2 separate regions of the Zea mays genome follow, and region 2 is linked to region 1. The links are chromatin contacts, called in public Hi-C maps. All regions are on one chromosome and are shown on one strand. The core of a region is the stretch at or near the end of the contact, and the rest is flanking DNA. Distances in the headings are between cores, read along the strand shown. Region 1 holds the start of LOC100382458 (F-box/kelch-repeat protein SKIP11). Region 2 holds the start of LOC109939178 (expansin-A5).

Region 1 (3,807 bases), core at 807-3,306:
CATCATCAACGAAACTAACGGCGCGCGGGCCCACCCAGCTTTCGCCCCTGCCTAACCGTGCCATGCCGTTTACCGGAAGAGGAGAGGAGAGGAGAGGAGAGGATAAAGCGGCCATACATCCCGAATGGGCTTGTGCGCGAGAGGAGACGTGTTTGGACCCGCGATCGAGCCGTGCACCGCCGGGGAAGGCAGGCGCGTGCGGACCAGACCAGACCACACCACAGCAGCATATGCGTCAAATGATGATACCGACGCCATCAAGGGTGGCAGCAGCCGCCGCAGCAGCAGCAGGCAGCCACTGGCCGAGGCAAAGCTACAGAGCTGTCAGAGCTAGTAGAGTTTTACAGCACGAGAAAACAAGGCGAAGTCAAATCCGACACGGGGACTATCGATCCGGACTACTACTACTATAAAGTGGGAACAATCGTTTGTACGTCGGCGCCTGCCCCGCGCGCTCGTGCGTGAGCCTGCCTGCCCTGTGCCGCCGTGCGTCCCGCGGGAAGAAAGAAGCAAGCGCCCTCGCCTGCCAAAGAGGACGCGCGCGACTCGCGAGAGAAGCGGCCGCAAGCACCATAGCACAAGCAGCAGCCGACCTCCTCGAACGAGCCGAGCCCTCGCCCAGTCGCCGCCGCCCGCGCCCCTCCCACTCCCCACCGCGCTTCAGCTTCAGACTGCACACACGAGTATAGGGCAAAAGAGCCGAGTCGAGGCGCCACCGAAGGTGCGAGAATCAACGAGCCGCCGGCGAGCGAGAATCAACGAGCCGCCGGGCCGAAGGTGCGCCTCGCCTCGCCCGTCCGCCTGCCCGCCCCAGTGCGCTCCTGGGCCGCCGCGGGGCGGAGATCAACAGCGTACCTCCCACGGCTTCCGTCGGTTCCTGGTAACGAAGCAATCCCTAGCCTCTGCGTGTGGATTGATGATGTTGTTGTTGTTGTTGCTGTTCTACAACCGTGTCCTATCCTATCTCGCGGGATCTCCCCTCTCCCCTTCGCTTGTTGTGCATGTCGAGGGTGGGCAGCTTGCCGCTGTCCCAGCAATCTGGGGGCCCAGCGGAAACGAACCTCAATCATCCTGCCATGCTCTGCTTGTTTGGTCGGAACTACTAACACGACGCTCAGTGATGCGAGGATTTATTTTAGTGCAACACCTGTAGCTACTTCTTTGGTGCTACCAACCTGTTTGCTTAGGTTTAAAACCCGGTCTCCTTGTACACCGGTTACCCGTTTACCCACAATGCTGTGTGTGTGTTTGCTTCATCATCGTTAAATGTTTGCAGGTTGTGTGGTGAAACATCTGATCAACCCTTATTGGTATATATAATTATGTTTGAATAAATATCTCATTTAAAAAGATCTACTTCTATAATATATAGAATCATATCCAGGATAGATATTATACATATGTATATACATATACTAATACTTTAAAAATAAAAATAATTTAATAATGTTTGAATAAATATCTTATTTAAGTAAGGTATATATATAATAATGATAATATATAAAAGTTGTAACAATATACGCCTAAGCTAGCTAATGATTCAAAAGCGACGTCAAACCGAAATATATCAACGCCCACCCCGCCCCCTGTGATTACCCGCGTCCACGTGACGCCGACCCGAACAAACGGCATTTTAAATTCTAACATTTAAAATTTTGGCAGCGAGTTTCTTTCAATTCCGTCTACTATGAACTAATTAAAGGAACTGCATTAATCTGTGTTTAGCTGCCAGAAGACTGATGGAAAGAAGGCAGTTACTACTAGTAGAGTCCTAGATAGATGCGGTTAACTGGGTCGCCACGCCAATTGCCATCATGCCATGCCAGCGGGCGGAGGCGGCGCCGAAAAATTCGTGCAAAATGTGCGTGGCTGACCGTCCAAGCCAAGCGGAGGAAACAACGCGCGCCGCCGCGTCAAAACGCAACGGCAGCGCCCCGCCCTTCCGCCCCGATGCGATACCCCGTTCCCTCATGTGCTTTTGTCTTTGCCGTCCCCGTTCCCGTTCCCCCATAAACTCCACACCCCCCGCATTACTGCGCTCCCATCTCCGCATCCGCTTGCTGCTGCCGCCCCTGCTCCGGCTGGGACGAGCGAGCCTCCTCTCCCTCCTTGTCGCGTCCCACATAACTGTGCCTCCTCGCCGCTGCGCCCCACCTCTGCTCAGGCCCACACTGCCCTGATCCCGCCGGAGTGCCCGCACGCGCGCCCTTGCCTGGGCCGGCCGCCGGCGAGGGGTCTGGGCGGTCGGTCGACGTGACCCCCCCCGCAGGCGCGCTGTCTCTTCGTCGCCCTGCTCTTTTCGACCGGCCTCGCCTCGCTGTCCGCGAGTGGCGCCGTGTCGGCGGCACACGCCGGCGGCGGTGCGGGAACAAGGCGAGGGCGGCGCGCCTTGTCGCCGTGCGGACTGAGCATGACTTGAGCCTTGAGGTGCGTGCGATTTCTGGCTAACCTGCTGGAAATAGCATGGGCGGTAGAGGGATTGGGAACGGGGGCAAATTCAGGAGATGATACCACCATAATCCACCAACCGAATCAAGAAGCTAAGGTCCGGTTCTGGCTTTGTGAAACTGTCATGTGTCAAATCTGGCTCAGTAACTGTTCACTCGTCGCCCTCTTCATCGCCGGTGTACGCCGGCGCCGAATCGGCGTCCAGTATCCGTGCCACCGAAGCACGCCAACCACCTCGAGCACTCTACCCTCGCTGTGGTTGCTGATGCTACCGGCGCCTCCCCTCCCTTATCTGGTATGCCATGACGGCGTGGAATAGGAGATTCATCCAGACTTGATAGGTTTCTTTCCTTGTTAAGGATCCCTACTTGCTTGGAGGAATTTTCCTGGAGCGGGCTTTTGTTCTAGGAGATCTATTGTGCGATGTGAGCAAGGGAACCCATATCGTCCTTATTCTTGATTAGTACTATTGGATTACATTGCTTGCTTCACAGTGGAGTATCCGTCCATCCATGGTTCTGGTTTACTAGTCCCGTTTCAGTTTCTCTTCTGCCGTGCGTGTAGGATCGCCTCAGTTGATGTTGACGCCTTGCCAAGCTGCGGGAGCACATTTATTCCTAAACATAGGATAATTCGCAGTTTTTACTGAATCCTCATGCTCCATGCCAAGGCCGCCCCAGGTTTTCCTTTGTCGTCTATGAAGATTACCCTTCAAGGAGATACCTTTTGGTTTATGCTTTAGTCGTACCAAAACGGAATATAGCTACTTAATTGCTAATAAGCCAAATTAGGCTGATAAAGTAATGGAGTGGAAAAGGAAAAGGTCCTTAATTGAGCGGTGAAGATATTGGCACCTTTCTTTTGTCAATATAAACTACTAGATGCACAATCTGGGACTATGTAATACTCCTGTATAAATCAGGTAACTTTTCATTAGTTTGAATTGCATAGTAGTAACAAGCACAATATGTAATGAACATGTAATGACACAGATGGTACTGTATGTAATGAGAAGGGGATGGGAAAAGGACCAGTGCTTCTGTACACCAGACTGAACCCTACATAGATATGCTATCTGTTACCTAAACTTAATTTATTTGCTTATAATTGTTTTTTTAAGTTTCTAGAGAAATCTTACTTTTGTTTCTGTTTCTACGTTTATTTGGTTGAGATTTTTGCTTTTGGTTCAAAGAGATCTTTCCAGAATTTTAATTGTGCACCACTTACTGATTTAGTGCTGTTTGATCAGGCTTTCCCCTCAACTGTAATCATGAGAATTGATTAAGATGGTTAATACTTGTAATAGCTTACAAATTTCAGTTATTTGTTTGGGTAAATACTTTGCTTCGTTGCAATTTC
Region 2 (3,807 bases), core at 578-3,077, 420 kb after region 1:
GGGTGGTTGTTCACGTCGTATTGGACAGCTTTTTAAAAAAAAATTGCCAAGAGCTCACAAACGTTCTCAGTAGACCTGCCCGCGACTGTGGATTCCAAATCTAGGGGTCTGTTTGGTGTTTGGTTTATGGATTGATTAAGTTTAACCGTTCAAATTAAATAACTAATTTTAGCCAGAAAAGGTAGGTAAAATATGACAAATTAGATAGCGAACCAAATGACTATGCATACTGAAGTTCCAGCACAAACTTAATAGGGTTCATTACAACCAACACACTTGGGTAACACGCAAAACATCTCATCCGAAAGAGGCCATCACCATGAGACCCCACAAATGCTTAATTGGCGGGTGATAAAAGGCGGCCTACCTCCGTTAATCTGCAAGCCAGCCTTACCACCACTTCCAATTCCAAAACAACCAAGCAAAACGCTACCACACCAACCAGGCTAACACCAGCACGACAAAACCCGCGCTAATACTAGGCCTAAACTACTGGTAATTCCCCAGATCCAAAGCGAGATGCACCATTCATAAAACCATGGCGCCTCTCGGCAAGCTCCGAGTGAGGGTGGACGACTCTACCACGACCAACGGAAAACTACTACTTGTGGCACCGCGTCGACGACGGACGAGACGACGCTGCGGGAACGATGGAGGGTGTTCAGTTGAACTGGGCCCCGCTGAAGGTCTGGCCGAAGCCCCAGCCGCGCGGGGCAGCGTTGCTGGAGACCACGGAGCGGCCGTCGCTGGTGGTGACGCGGAAGGAGAGGGCCTGCCCGTCCAGGAGCGTGTTGCTCTGCCAGTTCTGGCCCCAGTTGCGCGACAGGGCCTGCCACCCCGCGGAACGGTCGCCCTTCACGGCCACCGCGTGCACGTCGCCGGCGCCGCCCACGTTGGTCACCAGCACCAGGTTGAAGTAGGAGTGGCCGTTGATGGTGAACCGGATGCCGCCCTTCTTGTTGCACGCGACCCTGCACAGCACGTAGGATAGGAAACAAACAAACAAACAAACAAACAAACAAACAAGCGCGGCTCTCAGATCTGCTCGAGTTCCTTTCCCTTCTTGTTTTGCTATACACGGGCAAAATAAACAACCACGGAGCACGGACCTGCGGTAGGAGACGGGGACAATGCCAGCCCTGTAGAGCGCGATGCGCTGGAACACGGGCTGCGACATGTCGAAGTGGGCGCGCGGCGGGTTGCACCAGCCGCCGTCGTCGGACGGGAGCGCGTTGTTGGGCGGGCAGAAGTTGGTGGCCGTCACCACGACGGAGCCCGGCAGACACGAGCGGCCGCCGCCCCCCGCCGCGTCGCACCGCACCTCGAAGCAGGCGCCGCAGCTGAGGCCGTTGTTGAAGAGCGCCGTGCTCAGCGCCGCCGTGTTGGTGCCGTACCCCTGGCTGTAGAGGTTGCCGTACCCACACGCCCCGCCTGCATGGACGCGCCGCGTTCAGATGCGAAATTCAGTCCAAGGCATCTCGGCAGGGTACTGAAACCTACGAGAACCGCGAAATGTTTGAGAATGGGGGTCGCTCACGTACCCATGGTGCCGGACGCATCGCCGCCGCCGTAGAAGGTGGCGTGAGCCGAGGACCACGCGCCACCTCCGAGCGGTGCGTGGCCGTGCGGCCTCGGGTGCGGCTGGGCGCGGTGGTGGCCAAGCCGCAGCCCGCGAGAGAGGGCGAACGGGAGCAGCGCGGCGAGGACCACGACCGCGAGGACGGCTTGGCGAGGCGCCATTGGATTGGAGCGGGGTGTGTGTGGCGGTGCAGAAAGGCGCAGGACAATGGCGGGAGTGGTGTGAAGTGAGGAGATGTGGGGTGGGGTGGGGCTGTGTGTCGGGATAAATAGAGGGGGGCGGCGGATGGGTTTCAAACCGCCGCGCGCGGTGCGCGTGGGCGTGGTGCCGGGCCGCGCAGGGCGTGGGCGGGACGGGGATGGACGGTGGTTGGCGGCTGTGGGGCTGGGCTGGGGCCTGGGGCGCGCGGCGCCGTGGCATGGTGGGCCACGCCGTGCTCTGGAAAAGTCGCTGAGCTACCACGTAGGGACACGGGTTTTCTGGCGGGCACCTTGGGAGGCGTGGCGGGCGGGAGAGGACGGGGAAAAAAAGGTGGGCGCCGCAGAGGACACCGGCGCGGTGACGGTGCTGTGCGGCAGCTTTGGAAGTTGAACATGGCCGCGCGGGGTGGTGACTGACGGTGGTCCACCGTTCTATTGCTCCAGCGAATTCTCCTGTACTACTATGTATTTGGCACTATTATTCACTATGAAATCATATTAAAATTAAGTTAAAATTGGATTTTTGAACCTACTGTTACATGTCTATGTGATCAGTTCAATATTTTTTTTGATAAATACTGAAGCCGAATTTACAGATCAATCTTGTTACGAGGTACTGTCCAAGTAAAAGAAAAGGTGACGATGATAATAGCTTTCCGGATTTACATATAAGATTACAAATAGGGATAATAAATCGTTGAAATCAATAAGTTTAGGGTCTTTTTTGGATTGCAGAATTTTTCAGTTTTCCGTGTTTTTTTTTCTGATGAACTGATTCCTATATAATTATTCTGAAATTCATGCATTCCAAAGGGCGTGACATATTGATATAGTTCTGTGTACCCGTCACGCTGCTACTTCATAACTAACTTTGGAAGGAACCGAATTCCTATGGGAACTGAAGTACCGAGTAATACCAAACGTCCAGGCCTAATTACAACACAAGCAACCACATAGCTTGAAAAGAGATCTATCAACATACGACAAGAGAAACTACATGAACAATCCACCTCAAACTCAGACCAGTACGGCAGTACCAAAGGTCCATAAAATGCTGGCTACTAGATCACCAGCACACACAAAAAAACATAAAGGCCAAAAAACTCTCAGATCACTCTTTCCACATCTAAAAAATCTTCAGATCGTTTCTGCAAGATCTTTACCCAGCTCTTCACTCTTCCATTATCAGCTATTCATTAGCTACAGCTAACATTTAGATGATTACTAAAAAAATAGTTTTGAACTGTTTAGAATCAATGACTGATAGACGCTATTCTCACATAGATATATTTATGCCTCATGGGCCCTAGCGAACACACAGAAGCACTTTCCTTGGGCACATGAAAATAACAGATGGGTTGTCTACACTGCATCAACACAAACTTCAACTCTAATAGGAGACAAACTAGGACCACCCTGAGCCTACTGCTACCCCAACACCGCAAGTACCCTAATGGCCCTAGCAATACCAATCGAACCACCTTAGGCCTTCTCTAGTGCCTCCCCCATCCCACGAAGGGGAGCTTTGGGGGTGAAATTGCCCTCCAACAACTACTCCAAAGCTCCCTCCATAAGGAAAAGAGAGGAAACTCCTAACCAGGTTATATTAAACTATGCTTTGCCTCACCGCACTATCCCTCAAGCAACGGACAAGCTGAGAGGGCAAACACTAAAATCCTTTGAAACCTCAAAACCTAGATATATAATTGTCTTAAAAACATAGCTAGGTATATCATCTTAGAGCCTGTTTGGAAATGCAGTTTTGAAATACTATAGGTTTGAGATACCACAGTTTACAATTGTACATAACACAAATACCACGATATTACTTTACCACAGTAAAACCATAGTATTGCTCAAAACCGAGATATGTAGAGAAAAGAGATGAAAACTGAGGTATTTTTGCAGTTTTGAAACAATACTATGGTATTTGATAATACTATAGTATTAGAGCTCAAAGGTTGTTTGGTTTGTACAGTCAAAACTCAGTTTTAAATACCATGATTTTATCCAAAACTGTGGTATTTT

What was found. Hi-C and Micro-C count contacts between places; a contact is called where the count stands out from the background.
Region 2: a Hi-C map of ear shows a contact between it and region 1, with 3 times the contacts expected there. The contact joins the promoter of LOC109939178 here to the promoter of LOC100382458 in region 1. A contact is called at or near these places in 3 of 25 Hi-C or Micro-C datasets (bundle sheath, ear and endosperm).

The regions. Positions count from the first base shown.
Region 1 is chr4:186,803,503-186,807,309 of Zm-B73-REFERENCE-NAM-5.0, forward strand. It overlaps LOC100382458 (F-box/kelch-repeat protein SKIP11), which reads left to right and starts at 2,057. Exons shown (of 2, transcript NM_001175199.1): 1 at 2,057-2,427.
Region 2 is chr4:187,224,296-187,228,102 of Zm-B73-REFERENCE-NAM-5.0, forward strand. LOC109939178 (expansin-A5) reads right to left here and starts at 1,828. Exons shown (of 2, transcript XM_020552755.3): 1 at 1,542-1,828; 2 at 201-1,431. The coding sequence starts at 1,740. The coding sequence ends at 662.